Regions from separate parts of the Mus musculus genome. Here all the other regions are linked to region 5. The links are chromatin contacts, called in public HiCAR-type, HiChIP or PLAC-seq and promoter capture Hi-C maps. All regions are on one chromosome and are shown on one strand. The core of a region is the stretch at or near the end of the contact, and the rest is flanking DNA. Distances in the headings are between cores, read along the strand shown. Region 1 holds the start of Hmbox1 (homeobox containing 1). Region 2 holds the start of Bin3 (bridging integrator 3). Region 3 holds the start of 4930480K23Rik (RIKEN cDNA 4930480K23 gene). Region 4 holds the start of Polr3d (polymerase (RNA) III (DNA directed) polypeptide D). Region 5 holds the start of Cdca2 (cell division cycle associated 2). Region 6 holds the start of Zfp395 (zinc finger protein 395). Region 7 holds the start of Elp3 (elongator acetyltransferase complex subunit 3).

Region 1 (2,700 bases), core at 1-2,500, 2.8 Mb after region 5:
GAATAGGAGGGCGACGACAAGCATTTCACACCTGCGTTCAATTTCCTTATTACTCTATTACTTATTCCATTAAGCTTGAATAAAACAACTTGTTAGAACGGTGTGCTCAGAAAAATGGGGCAAAGCAAATATCTGAAAAGGCCACCTGTCAGCTTAGTGTTTTGCCACACAGTTACTTCTTCAGGAGGCATGTTTTATCTAGAGCTGTTTATTTCAAGCAGGCTTTAGACGGGAATCCTTCAAGGGCACCACCCTTTAGCATCTCTTTCTTGTAATTCGAACTGCAGTTAGGAGTAACAGGACATTTAGACCTTCTGTCTGATCGCTCCTACTTTCTGTTCAGATCGGAATCCAGCCTCGCAATATCAGTAGGAGTCCACTCAAGTGCTCATTAAGTGGAAAGTGGTTGATGATCTATTATAGCTCTCAGGTGCAGGCTGAGAAACATGACCAAACCAAAGTTTTGGAGCCTATCTTTAGCCCAAGGGTGAAGAAATGTAACATACAACCTCACGTGCGGCCAAAGGGATCTGCCAAACAGTAATGAAGACCTCCTGACAGATGCAGGAGCTGTGGGATGTGAGCAAGCGGGAATTCAAATCCCAATCGCAAAACCCAGCTCACTTTATAATTTTTAAGTGCTGACCTCCCTCCGTGATAAATCATGGTGGAGGCGACAGACTCCAAAGATATATAGCATTCATTACCTTTGCCCTCTGACTTAGTAGTGGAAACTCACCAGTTTCATATCGGACTTTTGGTTGTTCAGTACCAGTCTCTTCACTTCTAAAGACAGGGAAGGATCTTCCGGTTTAATCTCTATAGCCCAGAGCATCGCGGGACTTGGAGTCTTCACTCCTTAAGCATTTTCCAGAGCCTCACGGGAAATGTAGTTTTACTGCAGGTATCATGGGCACTGTGGGCGTCTTTCCTTTTCCTCCCTTTTCTCTCTAATCACCTCCTTCCGTCCGCTCAAATTCATCGCCGCCGCCAATTCATCCTTCCTTTCCATCCCAGCATGATATCATGTCCCTCATCTGGGTCTAGCATCCATGGTATTCTGGGATGTGTAGTCCGCACGATTTCAGCTCCCAGCTCCCCTCCTCCCTGTGGGAAGGCGTATGGGCGCAGTGCCTGCTGGAAGCTGTAGTTCCCTAGGGCCTCAGACCCTCAACTCTGCACTTTTCCTCTAGGGAACCGGAAACTACAACTCCCAGGGATGCCCAGCGGCAGCAGGTGGGAGCGGGGCTGTTGCTATCAATATGGCGGTTGTCAGCCAGACAAAGACAGTCAGTCTGATGTGATTGAGACAAGGGAGGTTTTCAGGGGGAGACTGGGAGATAGGGGCCTCCCCTCCCCCCTAGGCTCTTCCTGCGCGGGCCTGGAGCCCTCCTCAGCCCCTCCCGCAGGGCGCCCCGCGGTGAAGATCCCCTCCCCCTCCCGCCTTCCTCCTCCCTCCCTCAGCCTTGCACTGGGACGCTGGGGAGGGGGCTGAGCAGGGTGCAGAGAACTCTCAGCTGGATTTCCAAGGTGAGTGGGGTCGTTTGCAAGCTGGACTGCCTCAAGTCTCTTTTCCTCACTTCTCTCATTACTTTAAGGAAAAAAAAATGTCGAGATGTTTGGGGGGGAGAGAAAGTGAGTAGGCGCCACAGATGGGTCTCTGGAGTAGCCAGGTTGAGCATAGGGGAGCAAGTAGGGGTACTTCCGAGGGGGCGGCCGTGCGCGGGCTGTGGGGTGGGGCAGTTTGTGAGGGGCGGGCGTGGAGAGGCGTCGATGGCTTCCCAACTTCTCTCTGGTCTTCAGGACCGGCGGAAGGTTTGAATCCTGGAGTTGGGGGGTCTTCCTGCTTGGGAGTTTGAGAAACTGTAAGGTGGTTTCGAGGTGTGCTGGTTTGTTTGGGGAGTGTCTCGCTGTGTTTTAAACTGTGACGTGTACTTGGGTGCTGCGATCGTCTTGAAGGAATGTCTGTAGATGGTAAGTTAGATGGCTGGAGTCAGAGATAAGCGGCCTGGGCTTGGGAAGCACGCAGGAGTCCCGGGCTGGACTTTTGGTCCAAGGATCTTGTGCAGGGTTTGGGGGGGCTCAGTAACTCGTTAGTGTCTGGGCGCCCAGCTCACACTCGGTGCCCTACTCTGGGCCAGTCTCCACCCCAAACTCCCGGCAGGACTATATAGATGATGTGATGTGGAGATGCATCTTTGCCTCAAGTCGGCAGCTAAAGGTGGGAAAGGAAAAGTGTCTCTTAGTATTTTATTCCGGAACCGTGTTTGGGTTACACTATTGGGGCTACTTTGAAAGGAGTCCTCCACCCACCTTCACCCCGAAACAGTAAGTAGAGGTATCTTGTCATCTTCATGCTCAGTAGCTTGCCAGTTATTTAAAATTCGGGAACGTGGGGCTGGGAATCTCGAGTGCTAAATGCCATCCGCATCGCTGTCTTCTAATGAGACAGAACGTCTGCTCTGTATCCTGAGGTAGATAAGGCGACTTATTTTCGTAGTTGAAAAAACTGTTGGAAATTTTTTGCGGAGAAGAGGGTTGACTGTGCGCTGAAAGGCGCTGTGGTCTTTTTTTGTTTTTTGTTTTTTGTTTTTTGTTGTTTGTTTTGTTTTTTCTTCTACCCCACCCTGTTCTGTGTCACAAATGCTTGAAAACTGGTATGGAAGAGTGAGGAAGCATTGGGTGAGTGAAGCAAAGAAT
Region 2 (2,700 bases), core at 114-2,613, 2.4 Mb before region 5:
TGTGTGTGTGTGTGTTCTGTTCCCTGCTTCTCCAGCTGTCTGACATTTGTCCACCAATTAACCTCAGTCTGAGAAGCAGGTGGAGGAAGGGGCAGAAGTGGTTTACACTGTACATTAGAAAGCTATCCTTGACATTGACTGACATTAGCTGCTTGTGGCGAAAGCTTGGTCTCCACTGGTGGTCAAGTGTGAAAGCCTTCTCAGAGGGTGTCTAGCTAATTTCATTCATTCATAGCTGATTATCATGCACTTATTTTGCATAACAGACTGGGCTCTGAGCAAGTCCAGCCCCCTACATTAATGCACCTTGGGATCTAAAGAGGGCTGATTAATCTCATACTTCCTTGGAGGCCAATTTATTCATACAAATGCATTGTAAACAGTTAGGAGTTTGAGTGGGGACCATGGACACACAGGCTCTTGGGCCTAATGGTAAAGACATTGACAGCCTTTAAAGAAGCCCTAGGAAGACAGAAAATTTATGACTTTTCATCTGCACGTAAAAACAAAAACAAAAACCCCAGAGCAACAATTAAGGACCAGCTTTTGGGGAAAGAGGACCTTCCACATTAGGCTAATCACAAACAGGAAGTATCCACCGTGAGCTCCCCCCACCCCCATCTGCAGCTGTGACATTCCAGCTCTATGGCTCCTTGGTTTGACGATCCCCATAAAGTTTAAGCTATGTCTATCTTAGAGAGAGGGCAGTGGGGTCACAGCCCTGGAAAGATTCAAACAGTCCAATCACACATTAAATGTGTGTGTGTGTGTGTGTGTGTGTGTGTGTGTGTGTGGTGCAATTCTGATCCTTCCCATGTGAGAATCAACTTTTACATTTTTAAAAAGAATTTCGTCTTTTGAGGCACTGTTAGGTGATGTTATTCCAGTTGTCTGAAAGCAGCTGGATTTTGGTCACAGAACTGTGCCTAGTCTGCCTCAATGAGCAACACAGCTCCGGAGCAGATAAGCGCGGTGTAGAGATGCCCACGGGAGCGAAGGAGGACACTGACTCCACCTCAATGGATAGCTGAGAGAAGAGGGAAGAGGGACTCCTCACGCCAAGGAGGTGAAAGGAAATGCGATGGGAGAAAGGGCAGGCAACAGGGATCAGACGCGGGTCCAAGGCTAAGGGATCCTCCTCGGGAGTCTGGCCGAGAGATGGAGCCTCCGGGAGAGCACCGAGGAGGCTCCCGGAACCGCTTAGGAGCAGGGCTGTCGGGCCGCCCTGGCTCCAGCCGACGCCACCCGGCCTCACTCACCAGCTCATGGTCCTAAACCCACGCCGACTGCCGGGGTCCTCGGTAGAAAAGTAGGTTCTCGAGGATCACTTCCGGATTCGGCCAGTCTCCAGGAAGTGATGAGGGACACGCCCCCTTATGCCCGGAAGAGGCGGGAGGGAGGCGGGCCCACGCGTTAACACTTTGTTCTCTTGTTGTTTGAGGCGGACTTTCTTTGCGGGACGTGGTTGCGCTCCGGCCCTGCTTTTAAGGCTCTGTGCGTAGAACCCATCACGGGCTGCAGTTTCTGTCTGATATGGGGTTTCTAACTCGGAGACACAAGCGGCGACAGGGGAAGGAGCTAGAGGAGACACAGTAGACGGGAAGCTTGCGCTTTGCTCTACACACTTTCGTATTGAAAATGTTGCATGTCTCACCTACATCACCTGGGTCCCCTCCCCCCTCTTCAAGAAGGTTCGGGGTTCGAATGGAAACAGAGTTAAGTGCTTTTCAGGGTGGACTAGTCTGTGAAGCTATTCAATGAGGGAAGATTCAGAAAGCCCGGTGTGATGACAGACAGGTATCTGCAATCCCCGAATTCTGGAGGTTGAGGCAGGGAGAGGTCATGAGTTCGAGGCTAATGTTGACAACATGGCCCATCTGGGCTTCACAATCAATCCAGTCTTAAGAGAAAACAATACACCAAAGCCTAGCAAACAAAACAACAACAACAGGAGTAGAAGGCCTCGGCAATGTTAGGAAAAATCCTAACAAGTTGCTGGACAGGCTGTTAGGGGCCCCTGGAGCTGTGCATGGGGTTTTAGAAGAATAAGATCTAAGCAAACAGCTTGCATTGGGCCTCAGAATTCAGAGCCCCAGTGTACCACAAACTACCTAGAGTTATACGCTGAACCGAGTTTCTCTGCCCAAGTTCCTGCTTTAGAAGCCAGAAACTCAAGCAGAGAGAACCGTTCCAATCCTCTCTCCTGACCTCTCTAGGACTTCGCTTTCTTCAAATGTACCTGGAGGGTTGTAGGCACAGCCAGGGGAGCAGCTAAGTCCCTATGACCTAGAGCAGAGGTATATACAACGTGTCCCAAATTCCCAGGGCCCAGGGGCTCAGAGGAGGAGGAACAAGGGATGGCTTTTAGTTTTAAAAAGGCTTTCCAATAGGAGGTGGCTCCCTCAAGACATGTCACAGACCATCACCATGCTATTTCTTCAGGAAATAAGTAAGCAGGAGCAAAGGAGTGGTCTTGAAGAGAATAGAAGACCCAGAATCCTTGACAAACAGCTGAGGCAGAGAGCATGGGTTGGGAGAGTCTTGCAGCTTTGTATGGGGTGAGATGAATGGAAACACTGTGTGATTGTGAGTCTCTTGGTGTTCCAGCACTTGTGGATGGCTCTGCCCCATTTCCCCCTGCCCCATACTCAGCCTCCCTCAGACATCGTCTGTGGTGAGCAATATTTTCAAAAGTTCTAG
Region 3 (2,700 bases), core at 85-2,584, 2.0 Mb before region 5:
ATAGATAGCAATTAGTACACACATCATATAACTAAACACTCCATTTCCTCCTTCAAAATGCTTATTAAAATTCAATGAAACTCAATGCTCATGAAAATTCACCTTAACACTGTTTCAACTACTCTGAAGCCCGAAACTCATCACATTTCCCTCAAACTGGAAATACCAGTTTATAAAGGCGACTATTTAACAGAAATTACTTTTTCCTAAGTCGAAACAAACTTTCGCTTTAATTTTTAACGTTTACACCAACAGTTCCTTTCACCTTTTAGATTGTTTGTTTGCTTGCTTGATAAGTCTTTTAAAAATCAGCATATTTCCAGGCTGGATCTGTAGTTACCGTCGTCTGCAGGGCAGAGCTCAACTAAAACTACAATTCTACAATTCCAGGGGATCCAACACCCTCTTCTGGTCTCTGTGGGCATTGGACGTACGCGGTGCAGTTGCACACAAGTAAGCAAAACATAAATACACGGTATTTATGGGAACTATTACTAACCTGCATCGTCCTGCTTCTGTAACCTGAAGGTTTTCTGCTCCTCGATCAAGCAGAGAAGCCATGGTGCTATACCTCATTTTTGTTAAAAGTTCATATCCTGTCATGCTTGCCAACAGCGACCACGTTAATGGAAGTATGGAACCAGTAGTTTTCCCCTTTATAAACCTGTCTTTAACGGTCGGGGCAGTCTCTCTAGACTTGTAGTGAGTGCGTGCCCTCGGCCGGGTCTGTGCAAATTTCAAATTAAAAAACAGCTCGTCCTAGTCTCTTTTTGAACGGTCCGGCTATAACTACCACCACCACAATTTATTCTCAACACTGAACAAATTTTGTAAGACTCTTCAAGACGGAAAAGTAACTAGAGGGTAAGGTTTAAGTACCTCTCAGTCCATAAAGTATTTTCTGCAGTAGCGCTGTCATTGCAAGACACTTGCATCGCTGTCTGCCCTCTCCTTCGAGGAAGCAGAAAGGTCAGAGACAAATGCTAAACTGGCAGCCAAGGCAGCCGGAGCTTCAGATGAGAGTTGGAACGATTTTTTTTTTTAAAGGACCTGGCAGAATATGAATTTTCAGGAGAAAAAGGACATCCCAGAGCTAAAGAGCGGGAAGAAAGTGATTAAGAAGACTATCTCTAGCCCTAAAAATGGGTCCAGTGTCACGGAGCTTTGGGACCATTTTTGTTAATCGGCTGATATTCTAGTGAAAGAAAGGTATCTTGGGCGTTTGTTTAACTTAAAAGTCTCTGGGCTAAGGAGAGCTACACCAGATCCAAGGTTGTGTATCCACCTGCAGCTCCCATAGCCTCAGCCTGGCTAACCTTAAGCCCGAACCACCCGGGAGGTGCAATAGGTAGCCCCTCTAGTACGCCTCGCCAAACTCTATGGTTGTGGCGCACGCGCAAAAGCCTTCCCGTCGCACAAAGGCCACGGAGAGAAGGTCCGGCGCCTGCGTTCTGCCTCTCTCGGGCGAGAACGCCCTCCTCCCTCCCTCCCGGCCAAATGAATGCCGCGCCACGCCTGCGCCCTGAAGACTTGCGGGACTTTTATCGCACAGGCGGCGGTGGTGACGTGATGGCTGAGGAGGAGGGCGTGAAGGAACGACGGAAGCCGAGAGGGACCTGGGGCGGAAGGGGACCCGGGCCAGGCTTGTGTTCGGTTCCTTGGCGGGGCTGGGGTTCCGATGTGGTCCCCGGAGCGGGAGGCCCAGGCCCCGACCGGGGGAGACCCGGCGGGCCTCCTGCCGCCCGAGTGGGAGGAGGATGAGGAGCGCATGTCTTTTCTGTTCTCCGCCTTTAAGAGGAGTCGCGAGGTGAACAGCACCGACTGGGACAGCAAGATGGGCTTCTGGGCTCCGTTGGTGCTGAGCCACAGCCGCCGCCAAGGGGTGGTGCGCCTGCGACTGCGGGACTTGCAGGAGGCCTTCCAGCGCAAGGGCAGTGTCCCGCTGGGGCTGGCTACGGTGCTGCAGGACCTGCTGCGGTGAGGACCGAGGCCGAGAGGGCCAGGCGGGGGGCGGCTCCCCAGGGCTGACATCAGACCTGCCCCTTGACAGCCCAGACTCCGCGTCCAGGGTTTGTTCAGTGGGTGGAGGAGGAGGAGGGGGACGAGGAGGCTGCTCCACGGATGGATGTCTGGACTCAGAGAGAAAGAGGGGCTGGGATGGTTGGAGTGACTGGGGATAGGCAGAATGGTCCAGAAGAGACCCATCTTTGCAGAGGTGTCAGCGGGACACTTGAACTGGGATCCTGTTATGCAGTTATTTCCACAGGACCTCCAGACTTGAATTACTTTTACAGCAGATCTCTGCGGTGGGTACTTTGAACTAAGAGAGAACAGAGCTAAGGAGAGAGTACTCATGGGATTCTAGACATCTTGACAAGAGAACTCTGGTACAGGTCGTACAAGTAGCCTTTCCTGGTATGTCCGGGACGGAGATTATTTAGACCAGAGAGGAGAGTTTAACTGTGTAGCTGGGGGCCTCTGAAAGAGCTTTATGTGATAAATGTGTGTGATAGATACAGTGTTCAGGTTGTGCTTGAAGAGGTGGCATATCTGATAGATGACTGGTACTTCATGGTTTCAGATACTGTCAAACTCCACTCTCTGGCTTTTTTAATAGTCCAGGGCAAGATAATGCAGTTATCTTTATTAAAAATAAACAGTCTCAGAGAGATTAACCTATTCCAGGTTACACAGCTAGAG
Region 4 (2,700 bases), core at 186-2,685, 2.7 Mb before region 5:
TTACAGGCATGCACCAACATGCCTGGCTTGTCACATAATTTCCCCCCCCCCCTTTTTTTTTTTTAAATAACTGCATATGTATGACATCAAAATGAAGTTTACTTATTTACTATTTTCATTTTATTTATTTATTTTGGTTTTTCGAGACAGGGTTTCTCTGTGTAGCCCTGGCTGTCCTGGAACTCATTCTGTAGACCAGGCTGGCCTCAAACTCAGAAATCCACCTGCCTCTGCCTCCCAAGTGCTGGGATTAAAGGCGTGTGCCACCACTGCCCAGCAAAGTATACTTTTAATATGTACATTTTCTGAAACTCTTTCCTAGGGATATAATCTACAAGAAAGCAAAAAAGTTGGATGTATCAAATGTACACTAGCTATTTCTAACAACATACCTATTTAAAGTAAGTGCCCCATTAAGGAAACAAGTTACGATATATACATATAAATATGCACATATATATCCTCCCATTGGTCATTTGTCTCCGACAAAGAATACACTATTGTGTGGCACAATATTACAGTACATCAAAAATATTTTAATGCTAGCAGCCTATGGAATTCCAGCAGAAATAGGTTCCTTCCCTAGAATTACATAACCTTTTTATTTGTATTGGGGTCGCTGTAGTGTAACATTAAATGACTCCCCCCCCCCCAGATTAGATTGCAACCACACATTACAATAAAAAAATTTTTCAGCTGGGATTGGTGGTGTACATCTGTAATCCCTACAACTGAGGGATGAGTGAAGAGACTGGACTGCTGCAAATTCGAGGCCAGCCTGGTCTACTTAAGTTCCAGACTAGATAGGGTTACAGAGCAGGGTTGTCTTAAAAATACCCACACCTCCCAACCAAAAATCAAAAAACAAAAACCCTTCCAGTTGAAGAGCAAACTTCAGTTCCAAAGGCTTCCCAGATTTGACTAAGCAGTCATGGGCCCAGGTAGATGAGAAGAGCTATTGGCTGCTCTGTCCAAACTGCGTTAAGGGTGACACCCCAAGACCCCAGGGACCGGCAAGGGAAGGCGCACGCGAGCAAAGGGTCGAGCCCGAAGGTGCAATGACCACGCCAAGGTCAACGCAGGGAGGCTGCAGCCAGCCACGGCCTGAGGGCTCTAAGCTCCCTATGTCCGGAGCCCCATCCCGAGCGGCGACCCCACTGCTCCCAGAGGCTGCGCAGTGTGGACTCCACATACAGCAGGTAGGCGACCTTGGAGCCCCTCCACCTCCGACCCCGAGGACCGCACCTCTACTCCCTGCCAGGGGCCGAGACACGCCCCCACGAGTCACACCCCGGCACAGCTTACAGTCCACCTCCCACATCCTTTTTCGCCCTCTCAACCCAGCTTTTCCCGACTCCGGGAAGAACCGGGAAGAGAAGGCGGAGGGCGGCGAGGCACCGTCGGATAAATACTATGGTCAGGTCACGCCCCCTTGATGTCACTTCCGCCCCAGGGTAAGATGGCAGCGCCCGGTCCTTGCCACGCAGACTTCCGCCTTGCCCGGAGACCCGCGGCCCGTGGTTGCTCTAGTCGGAGGTGAGGTTGTGATACTCGGCGCAGAGCCTCCACGCAGGTGCGTCACGAAGTCCCCAGGGAAAGGGCAGGTGACGGAGTCCAAAGCTAGGGGTGGGGCGCTCCGGGAAGCCTCGCCACGTGGGACGGGGAGGAGCTGAGCTGCAGCGAGAGCGACGCACGGGCGGGGGGCGGGAGGCCACGTGGGTGCGGTTCCGCCCAGGGTCCTCGCGTCCAGCCCTTGGAGTCACTTTGTTGCCTACTTTCTTCTAGGAACCATGTCGGAAGGAAACGCGGCGGGCGAGCCCAGCAATCCTGGAGGGCCGCGACCCCTTCTCTCTGGGGGCCGGGGGCTGATCGGCCGGCGGCCCGCACCCCCGCTTACGCCCGGTCGCCTTCCCTCCATCCGCTCCCGGGACCTCACCCTTGGCGGAGTCAAGAAGGTACCTGCGAGCGCGTTTGTATAGAAACCCACCCAGGCCGTAGGGAGGCGACTCGTGATGTTCATTCATGTGCTGCCTTGGGCCCCTGGTGGGATGTCAGCCTTTAGAGAGACCTGCAAACCTAGGTGCTGGTACAGGACACTGACAGGGTCTCCTAGGCAATTAAAAGACAGTGAATCTAGTTGATTCAAGACATCCGGAAGTGCTTATTATGTTCTGGGCTCCTTACAAAATCCCTTGAAAGCCAGACAAAATTGCTTTACTTGCAATTTCGAGTGTTCATAACTCTGTGGATGTCAGTATTGAAAACTAATAATCTAGTAAGTGATGAATCTTAGGCATGCCGGTAACTGCTCTTTGTCCCCTCCTGTTATGTGTGTAACAGTAGATGTAACTGTACCGAGTAGCTCTGAAAAGGAATAGCAAACACAGGATAAAGCATTTTAGCTTTGCCTTGGGGGCTACTGGTGATAGTCTACCTGTCTCTCTAAGCCATCCCAGGACTGTTGGTCAGTTGAGCACATCGAAAATACAGTACTGTGTTTTACTTTTCAGAAAACCTTCACCCCAAATATCATCAGTCGGAAGATCAAAGAAGAGTAAGTAATGAATGAACAGTACTCACCCCGGTTAGCTCTGAATTTGGGGACGTAATTAGGTTGTGTGGCCTAGAGATTTTAACTTACGCTATTAGCTTATTCACCAGTGGTTCTCATCCTTCAATCCTGGGTTATATAGGGGCATG
Region 5 (2,700 bases), core at 2-2,501:
TCGGAAAAATATTTAGCACCACGCCCTCCACAGAGGCCTAAATGCAGCTAAGGCTACTGTCAAATCAAGTCATTCCGAAGGTCTGCTGTCACTGTCCTCTAAGGAATCAAAAACAAGGCGGCACAGTAAAACATGTATAAAAGTTTGCACGGTGGCGGGGCAAGGGGCCCGGGGCACCTTGAGAGAGAAGGAAAGTGGTTCAGACCAGGTCCACATTCTGAGGATGTCACTCGACTGTCCCCTGGAGTTTTCTTCTCCCGACCTGGCCAGGGTCACCCGCCTCCATGATCACTGCCTCCTCCCCGGGCAGAGCATTACTCAGCACCGATAAGGACAGGAAGGCGCAGCGGGAAGGTGGGAGGGGACCTCGGCCAGCTGCTCAGGTGACAGTGGCGCCTCGGAGCCCCGCCGGCAGAGCAGCCCCGGGCTGTCGGAGGCTGCGGGGGTCCCCGGGTCGCGCCCCCGCTACCGCTTACCTTGCCGTTGCTCGGGCTGCCGTTCAAGAACAGCGTGACCCGCCGCATCGCGCCGCCCGCGCCGGGTCCTGAGGGAGCCGCCACCCTCGCTCCCGGCCCGCCACCCGCCGCGCTCCGCGCCCGCGAGACCCCTCCCGCCTCCCACCCGGACTCTCCGCCCTTCGCCACCTTCCTGGTCGGCCCCACACTCCTCACGCACGCACCCTCAGTCCCACACCCCGGGGTTGGCCGATCCTCCTTCCCACCCCGCCCCTAGGCTCCTCAGCCTGCTAGCGGCCCTTCCCCCCAACCGCGCCCAGACCGACGCTGAGCTGCGCCAATCAACACGCTGTACCGGCCAGTATTTAGCCAATCAGAGTCCGGCTGGGGGGTGGGCTCAGAGTAACACTAGACGGCGGTGGAAGGAAAGAGAGGCTGAGGGCTGGTTGACGGAATGGAGTATCAGCGAATCAGAGAAGAACCTACTGGGCAAAGGGCCGCTCTAAGCGTTACTGAGCAGGCGCACGTTGGAGTGTAGGAGTGCTCATTTGCATAAAGAGACTGGGTCTAAGGAAGAGGCGGGACGCCGAAGTCCCATAGACCAATCAGCTCCTCGCTAGGCTTTTGCCCCTTCTACTGTACCCACCCACCGAGGTAACGGTTGGTATCGGGATTGGCTAATAGGGTAAACTAGCCATCCGGCGGTTCTGTCTCGATTGGTCTAGTGATTCATTTTCGAAGTTTCCAGCAGCCAATCCAAGGTTTGGGGTGGCATTTGAAGTGTTGCTCCGCGGAACTCACTGGTAGACCCCAGGACACCTTTTTGCTGCAGCTCTGTCTCGCCAGGGTCATTTAGGGCTGGCCGTGTTTTTTCCGGGATCCACGGAGGTCTCCCTGCGCCGTTCGAAAGCACGAGGGTGAGGCCCGGAGGGAGCGGTACCCACGTCACACGTGGTCCACGGCTCGTGGGTATCCCTCCGCGGGGGCGTGGCCGCGGTTTGAATTTGCTGGCGGGCAAGTGAAGCTTGACCGCTTCGGCCGGACGTGGTGTGTCTGGTGTGCAGCGGCCGGCAGGAGGCCAGCCCGGCTCCCTTCCCCGGCCTCTGGTGCTCTCTGAAACGGAGCCTCCGCGACGCTTGTCGTAGTCGTCCGAGGGAACGCGCAGGGTCCTGGGCGGGAGAGGTAGGCCTGCTATCCGGCCGGGGTTCAGGGATGCAAAGCCCTGATAAATCAGTTCGGTCCGCTTTGTTTAGTCAATAGTACCTCCCGCCGTTTCTTTAATCAGAACGCCCCAGCCTGTGGTCCCCTGGTATTGATTGCCTTAGAGTTCTGTCACATTGTTTTTGGCTTATAGTGAGGTTATTTTTCACATTTTTTTCTCTAACTTCCTCATCTTTTAGATGGATGCGAGTTCACACGACAAGCCTCTCTCTGAATCCAAGGAGTGTGTCCTTAATAATTCTGGTATGTGGTGACCTGTTGCCCTCGTTAGATGGAAGATTTGAGTGTTTTGATGTATTAACACCCCCAATGTGCTGTCCGTTTTCAGAAAATGACGTTTTTAGATTGGGAACTGAACCGTTTGTGACTCCTCAGAAGCATGTAGCAGATGCGACTCCTAATCTTTGCACCCCTGATACCTTTAAGTCACCTTTGGACTTCACCACAGTAACCGTAGAGCAGTTGGGAATTACACCTGAAAGCTTTGTTAAGACCTCTTCCGGTAAGAGAAGTTCTTGGATTGCATAGTTTTTTTTTTCAAATTTAACAGTAACTGTAGTAGGCCCCAATTATACATGTCTGTACTGCCTGACACTCCTTCTGTGTGTATTTATGCTGACCCTGCAGACTTGCTTGTTCGGCACAGCTCAGCAAATAGAGCAATGTTTCTGAATCAGTTGTGCTTTGTGTGCACCCTAGAAAACAGTGTGTATGAAAATCAGAGGGCATTGAAAGGTAGTTGAGAACCGGTAAAAGTGACAAGGCCGTGTGCCTCATTCAAAAATCCCAAACAGAAAATTGACCCAGATAATGATTTTCTTTAGCTTCAGGAATGAAATTCCCAATGGAGAAGTAAATCTAGGGCTAGGGTTCTTTTGGGTTGTAGAATAGCAATTATAAAGAAGGATAACGAGACTGGAAGCCAATCACACCGTGAGCTAGGCGAAGCCAGAGTGACACTCATTCTCTACCGCTCAGAATTATCACATAAAAGACTGGGTCCGTTTTCGTGTGCTTAGGTGTG
Region 6 (2,700 bases), core at 148-2,647, 2.4 Mb after region 5:
GTTCTGCACCTGGCATTGTGACAACTAACTGTGCCCCATCTGGAGTCATATTTCACATGCTCAAGTCTTTCTATGTCCTCCAAGAGATTACAAGCCCCGACGGGTGTTATCTATGAGTCTTCTATTGCCTTTCTCACCAAGACAAGCAAGCCCTTGGACATCCTTTTGTAAACTTGTCACCTGTGAACTCCTCCTTCTGACTGAGTCTTGCCAGGGAATTATCCACAGGTGGAAATTATTTCAAACTGAGTTCCGTATTCCCTTCCCCACCTTTATCTCCCATGCCTCCTGTGCCTGAGCCTGCACAGTAACTTTGCAGCCCTTGCACGTTCATTTGCATTTGAGCTCTCAAATCATTTCTCTCTCATAGCTTTCAGAGACATCATCCAGAAAGCTTGGCAGTGGGAAGAGGGCAGAGTGGCTTCTCAGAGGTACCTGTGGGCTAACCAATTTCCTTGTGTTTCACCCTTCCAAAGCAAGAACCTCTATTTACACAACCCCCCTTAGAAGGATGTCCTCAGGCTACAATACCTGTTGATTGCTCAGTTTGAAACAAACTGCTCCACTTTACACCATTCTGTTAAGGGATCTTGCAGAAAGCAGTGAAGAACTATAGATAGCCCCTGTGCCATGGCCTGGCATCATGGGAACCCATGCCTGGTGGAAGTCCTCCAGAACCACAGGAAAGGGAGGGATGGAAAACAGGGCTCCTGCAAGATTGCTGGCAGGTGGGTCTCTTTAGATCTCCAAGAGGGCCCTAAAGTGAAGGTGCAGAGCCTTAACTCCCAGGCAGGAAGCCTTGGAATTGTTTGCCCATGACAAACTCCCTTTGCAGGCCCCCATGGGCCACTCCAGAGGCCCACAGTGCCACGGCCCGGGAGGGACCCGGGGTGAGCCCGGAAGGCTTAGAGCCAAGGGGGCGGCGAAAGGGGCCGCAAGAAGGGGGTTGAGAGAGGGTGTGTCGCGAGGCCAGTCCCGCAGCACGGCACTCTCTGGTTATGGAGAGGGCAGGGGCGCGCATAGCGCAGGGCTGACGGCTCAGCCGGAAAGGGAGCAGGTTAACAGGTCAGTGTGGCCCCGCGAGGCCACTCCCGGCCACCACTCAAAGTTGGGAGGGAGATCGGGCCGTAGGACCCGCGACATAAACAAGGCGACGCGTGAGAGGGAGAGCGGCCACCCCCACCCAGTCACCCCGCCAGCGCCGCAGCAGCCCCGGTCCTGCCCGGGCCGCGCGAGCCTCCCGGGTCTCCCACCCACCCCTGGCTGTCGGCCCCAAACCCGGGCTGCAACCCATGCGAGGTCCCGCGCGCAGCTCACCTCGGCCGGCCACTGACCCAGACAGCTCGGCTCCCTGCAGCGGCCGCGGCCCTGCCCGCCACCGGCGCGGCCCCTGCACTGCGCCGCCTCCCGCGCCGCCGCCTTCGCGCCCACCTGGCCGGCCTGCCCTCCCTCTCCGGGACACTGCGCTCACGTACGCGGCCGCGGCCACAACCCGGCCCGGATTCCCCCGCCCGGGAAGGGAGCGCGCCGAGCCGCTCGCAGCCAGTCCGCCCGCGAGCCAGCCAGACGCAGGGACACACCCCCGGCCACGCGCGCGCACGACTCGCGCGCCCCCAGCCCCAGCCCCGGACGTGCGCGCGCGCGCTCCACACACCCTGCTTGGCGGTACACAGTGGGCGCTCAATAAGTGCTGGAGCGACTCCTCTCACACATGCGCACTTGAACCTGACCGAGTTGTGACCCACTTCCCCAGCCCCCACCCCGAAATCCGAGCGTTCAGCACCACCCGGAACCGAACTAGCGTATCTGCTACCCCCGCGCCTCCTTTTTTTTTTTTTTGACTCCCCCCCCGACCCCCCCCCCAACTGAACTGCAAACCCAACCAAAGTTTCTGGCTGTTGTTTTTCCAGCGCGCCCCAGGGCGGGAAAGGAAGCCAGAAGCTCTAGGCGCCAGGGACAGGAGCTTGGCGAGGGCGACAGGGACCCGAGGCCGGGTAGCGGGAGGCGGCGCGCGAGGGCGGAAGCGCTTGAAAACCCAACCTTTCCATTTCGCTTTGGACCAAGAGTGTTCTTCTCCAGTTTTATGACTTTTATTCGTTTGTAGTTGTAGCGCGAGGCGATGTTTACTGTTTCTGGAATTAAATAGGAGAAAGTTAACTATTAGCCTTCAGCCCTTGTGTAAACAATACCGGTTGCTTTTTGGCACCGTTAGGCTCTGGCTTTTGGATAATTTGTAACAGGGAGAATCGAAGCGGTTCCATTGTGTAGTTCTGTGTTTTTTCTAGATAAGGCCAAGGACAGTGGAGAGGGGTGTGTGCGAATGTCTAAGTGTGTGTGAGTGTGTGTGTGTGTGTGTGTTTACAATCAAATTTAATGAGTAAAAGAGTAATAGCCCCTCCCTTCTCAAAAAAAAAGTTTTAAAATACTTCGAAGTTGCAGTTCACCTCCAATTTTGGACTTCCTGTGTTTCTAGGAGGCCGTGGAGTGTTAGTAGAGCTTGGGAATCACATCCCATTTTAAGAGCTGAGTTAGCATTGGCATCTTTAGCAGGTTCAGCCCTAAACACATCAGCTTCTTGATCTATAAAACAAAGCAGTGTAACTAGAGATAGTGCCTAGCTCACGGCAAATGAAAAACAATATGTCCTGGGAACTGGCAAGAGGGCTCGTGGGTAACACTGCTTGTGACCAAGTCTGATGT
Region 7 (2,700 bases), core at 65-2,564, 2.1 Mb after region 5:
GGGGCCCTTATCTAAAAAAATATTTTCAGGGAAGTTAGTTTTGTTGACAAGAGGGTGGTATTAAGATAATTTGGTACACTGAAAAATCTCAAAGTCTTGACCAGGACAGTTTCAGTGTAGTGGTGACAACCAAGTCAGAGCTACCTCAACTCTACTGGGTAATAAGAAACTTGAAACATCACACCTTCCATTCTTTATTAATATCAAGGATTCTTAATCTTTGGTCCATACACAAAGGAGGTCATGGAAGGGTTTCAAGAAAAAGTTATTCCAAGTCCCATCTCCAGATGTTGCAAAATTTTGTACATGGTGTCTCACCTAGTGTTTTCAAGATTGTCATCAAGAAAAATCAGAGACCCAGGAATCCTCTAGGCTGCAAAGCCTGAAAGATCAAACTGATACTTGCTTCTTGTTTGCTGTCTTTTAGGGAAATCAGAACTTAGCGTTATCACACTGAAGGTTTAATGTTCATGGTATGTGGGATTTCTATCCCATCTCTATGTGTGGTGTATCTGAGCTCCCAAGTCCCCACACAAGGGCTACTCACTTCCAAGATTCTTGAAATAGGCACTTAGACAAGCAACTAAGTGCAAGATAAAGGTCTGGTATCTGTCTTCATTTTGTGCCTGTCTCCTTTATTTTGGCTGAAGGTACAAAGATTAATCGTCCTAAACCTACAAGTCACCTTGAGTCCAGAGAAAACAAAGTCTCAAAGGCTAGACTCCTGCCTATATAAGGACTATTATTCGTCAGGGCTGCACCTTGGAGCACTGAATGATCTCACCTTGTAGGAGCTAAATGGATCTCCGGAAGGGATGCAGCGATAAAGACTTTGACCACCTTGAAAACCAGAACTGAGATAATGATCAACCAGACCACATCTTAACCCAGGACTGTTTAAACATACCTCTTGTCTCCTGCCCTCAATTCTTCCATAACTTAAAAAAAAAAAAAAAAAAAAAAAAAAAAAAGGTATGTCAACACCCCGGGTGTCAGTGGGAGGGCGAATCTGGTCTCCTTTATGTCAACATTGTTGGCTATACTAGCGACAAGTGGCCCAGCCCCTCTTGCAGAAGTTGTCAAAGGCCAGGCTTTTGCTTAAGGAACTCTGGTTACAATTCACTTTCGTCCCAGCTTCTTGGAGAAGCGTCTAAACTGTACTATCGTTACTTCCCAGATCCACCTTTCTGGTCCCCAGGAATTCTCCAATGCCCCACTAAATCACTGTGCACATCCCCTCCCAGTCTCAGAGAGCTGGGAGCTGCCACCTAGACAGGGCGGGGCTCCGCGCTCCGCCTTCTGGGAAGAGCTTTATGGTACAGTCGCTGTGTTTTCACGACAGTCCCGGGCGGCTTTACGGCTGCTAAGTTTCTCCGCCTTCTAAACCGCGGTAACGTGGTGGCATATTGCTACGCCAGCGCAGAGATGAGGCAAAAGAGGAAAGGTGCAAAATACGTGGGACAAGGGCGCAAGGGAGGAAGTGGATTCTCTGAGATCACAGGTTGAAGCTCAATTTTCCATGGGAATTACTGCTTGGTCTGGGCCCGCGGGACCCCGGTTGGCGGGCCTCCCTTCCTATCTGTCCTTTGTAAAACAGCCCCCTTCTCTCTTCCCCTTTGGAAGAGACTACTTGTTGTTTTTTGTGTAGATGGGTAAACGGTACTGCTATTCCAAGATAACTTTCAGAGGAGATAGGTGTTGAGTTGCAGGTTAATTTGCGGTAATTTACTGGACGTGTTTATTTAAGGTGTTTTTGTTTTTTGTTTTTGTTTTTTAAATCTTAAAGTAGGAAAGGCCTCCTTAAGGTAGAGATTGTGCAGTTTGTGCAATAGCTTTACGTGACTTACTTGCATTTATTTTACCTCCGGAGTAGTCTGGAGTAACTGTGCAGTTTTTGGTTTTTTTTTCAACAGGATGAAGTCATTTTTTTTTAAATCTTTTTTTTTTTTTTGCAATAGATTCCATTCTTAACTCTGTACTGCCCTTGAAGAGTTGGTCTGATAATATTACTGTTGGATGTCACAATAATAGCTGGGTATTGAGCCTTTCCCAGTCATTTTGAAGACGTGTTGTCATTTCATGCTCGAAAAAGCTGAGGTTTGGTTAACTTTTCCAGTCAAAGTTTATACTTAGTGTGAGGAGCTGCCTGTGACATCGGAAGCATCAAATGAAAAGTCAGTGCGGTATTGGTCACCGCTCTTGGCACTAACTGGAACTGCCCTTCTAGACATGTTCTATATACTTGTCACATCAAACACAACATGCACTAGATCCGTTTGATCTTACTTTACTGTAACGTGTTTATTCCTAGGCTGGCAATCAGCAAGCCCCAGCCAGCCCGTCTCCCTTGCCCACTCCTCCATGGTCCCCACGTTACGGGCATGAATGTGGCCTAGCTTCGAACATGGGAGCAGGGATTCAAACTGAAGTTTTCATGTGTGTAGATCTGGCTTTTGTTTATCATCTACATTGATTGTATCTTTCTTTTTTTAGCTTTCTGACATATTTGTTATATTGGTAATCTCTCTTTTAAAAAAACTACTTTTTTTTTCTTAAGTTACAGAGTTGAGAATGTATAATTTTTTTCTGTTACGTTTAATGCCTTTGCCTAGTGGCCAGTGTACTGTCTACTTACTGAACCCTGCTCAGGCAACCTGTGGTCAAGTTAGATAGATCTCCTTTCACCAGAATAGGTAGTTC

The links. Promoter capture Hi-C pulls out the DNA fragments that hold promoters and counts their contacts. HiCAR-type assays count read pairs that join an accessible place to other places. HiChIP or PLAC-seq counts read pairs in DNA pulled down with a chosen protein or histone mark.
Region 1: a promoter capture Hi-C map of pre-B cells shows a contact between it and region 5. The contact joins the promoter of Hmbox1 here to the promoter of Cdca2 in region 5. A contact is called at or near these places in 2 of 39 promoter capture datasets (liver and pre-B cells).
Region 2: a contact with region 5 is called in a promoter capture Hi-C map of pre-B cells, with 4 times the contacts expected there. The contact joins the promoter of Bin3 here to the promoter of Cdca2 in region 5.
Region 3: a HiCAR-type map of astrocytes shows a contact between it and region 5, with 2.7 times the contacts expected there. The contact joins the promoter of 4930480K23Rik here to the promoter of Cdca2 in region 5. A contact is called at or near these places in 1 of 39 promoter capture datasets (liver), 1 of 484 Hi-C or Micro-C datasets (embryonic stem cells) and 2 of 115 datasets of contacts at active chromatin or transcription factors (astrocytes and embryonic stem cells).
Region 4: a contact with region 5 is called in a HiCAR-type map of astrocytes, with 4 times the contacts expected there. The contact joins the promoter of Polr3d here to the promoter of Cdca2 in region 5. A contact is called at or near these places in 2 of 39 promoter capture datasets (liver and pre-B cells) and 1 of 115 datasets of contacts at active chromatin or transcription factors (astrocytes).
Region 6: a contact with region 5 is called in a promoter capture Hi-C map of pre-B cells, with 6 times the contacts expected there. The contact joins the promoter of Zfp395 here to the promoter of Cdca2 in region 5. A contact is called at or near these places in 2 of 39 promoter capture datasets (liver and pre-B cells) and 1 of 484 Hi-C or Micro-C datasets (myocytes).
Region 7: a contact with region 5 is called in an H3K27ac HiChIP or PLAC-seq map of thymic regulatory T cells, with 4 times the contacts expected there. The contact joins the promoter of Elp3 here to the promoter of Cdca2 in region 5. A contact is called at or near these places in 1 of 39 promoter capture datasets (pre-B cells), 1 of 484 Hi-C or Micro-C datasets (CD4 T cells) and 1 of 115 datasets of contacts at active chromatin or transcription factors (thymic regulatory T cells).

The regions. Positions count from the first base shown.
Region 1 is chr14:64,948,407-64,951,106 of GRCm38.p6, reverse strand. Hmbox1 (homeobox containing 1) reads left to right here and starts at 1,250. Exons shown (of 10, transcript NM_177338.6): 1 at 1,250-1,530. Ints9 (integrator complex subunit 9) reads right to left here and starts at 814. Exons shown (of 17, transcript NM_153414.5): 1 at 740-814. The coding sequence starts at 748.
Region 2 is chr14:70,098,756-70,101,455 of GRCm38.p6, reverse strand. Bin3 (bridging integrator 3) reads right to left here and starts at 1,363. Exons shown (of 9, transcript NM_021328.4): 1 at 1,260-1,363. The coding sequence starts at 1,267.
Region 3 is chr14:69,731,468-69,734,167 of GRCm38.p6, reverse strand. 4930480K23Rik (RIKEN cDNA 4930480K23 gene) reads right to left here and starts at 1,334. Exons shown (of 3, transcript NR_130157.1): 1 at 500-1,334. It overlaps Chmp7 (charged multivesicular body protein 7), which reads left to right and starts at 1,598. Exons shown (of 10, transcript NM_134078.4): 1 at 1,598-1,977. The coding sequence starts at 1,679.
Region 4 is chr14:70,442,206-70,444,905 of GRCm38.p6, reverse strand. It overlaps Polr3d (polymerase (RNA) III (DNA directed) polypeptide D), which reads left to right and starts at 1,435. Exons shown (of 9, transcript NM_025945.3): 1 at 1,435-1,573; 2 at 1,786-1,955; 3 at 2,511-2,554. The coding sequence starts at 1,791. It overlaps Mir320 (microRNA 320), which reads right to left and starts at 1,396; the gene lies at 1,315-1,396.
Region 5 is chr14:67,714,161-67,716,860 of GRCm38.p6, reverse strand. It overlaps Cdca2 (cell division cycle associated 2), which reads left to right and starts at 1,251. Exons shown (of 15, transcript NM_001110162.1): 1 at 1,251-1,637; 2 at 1,856-1,919; 3 at 2,005-2,178. The coding sequence starts at 1,856. Kctd9 (potassium channel tetramerisation domain containing 9) reads right to left here and starts at 763. Exons shown (of 12, transcript NM_001111028.1): 1 at 477-763. The coding sequence starts at 524.
Region 6 is chr14:65,357,373-65,360,072 of GRCm38.p6, reverse strand. It overlaps Zfp395 (zinc finger protein 395), which reads right to left and starts at 1,397. Exons shown (of 10, transcript NM_199029.2): 1 at 1,318-1,397.
Region 7 is chr14:65,591,726-65,594,425 of GRCm38.p6, reverse strand. Elp3 (elongator acetyltransferase complex subunit 3) reads left to right here and starts at 1,314. Exons shown (of 15, transcript NM_001253812.1): 1 at 1,314-1,501. The coding sequence starts at 1,426. It also overlaps a transcript of Nuggc not described here.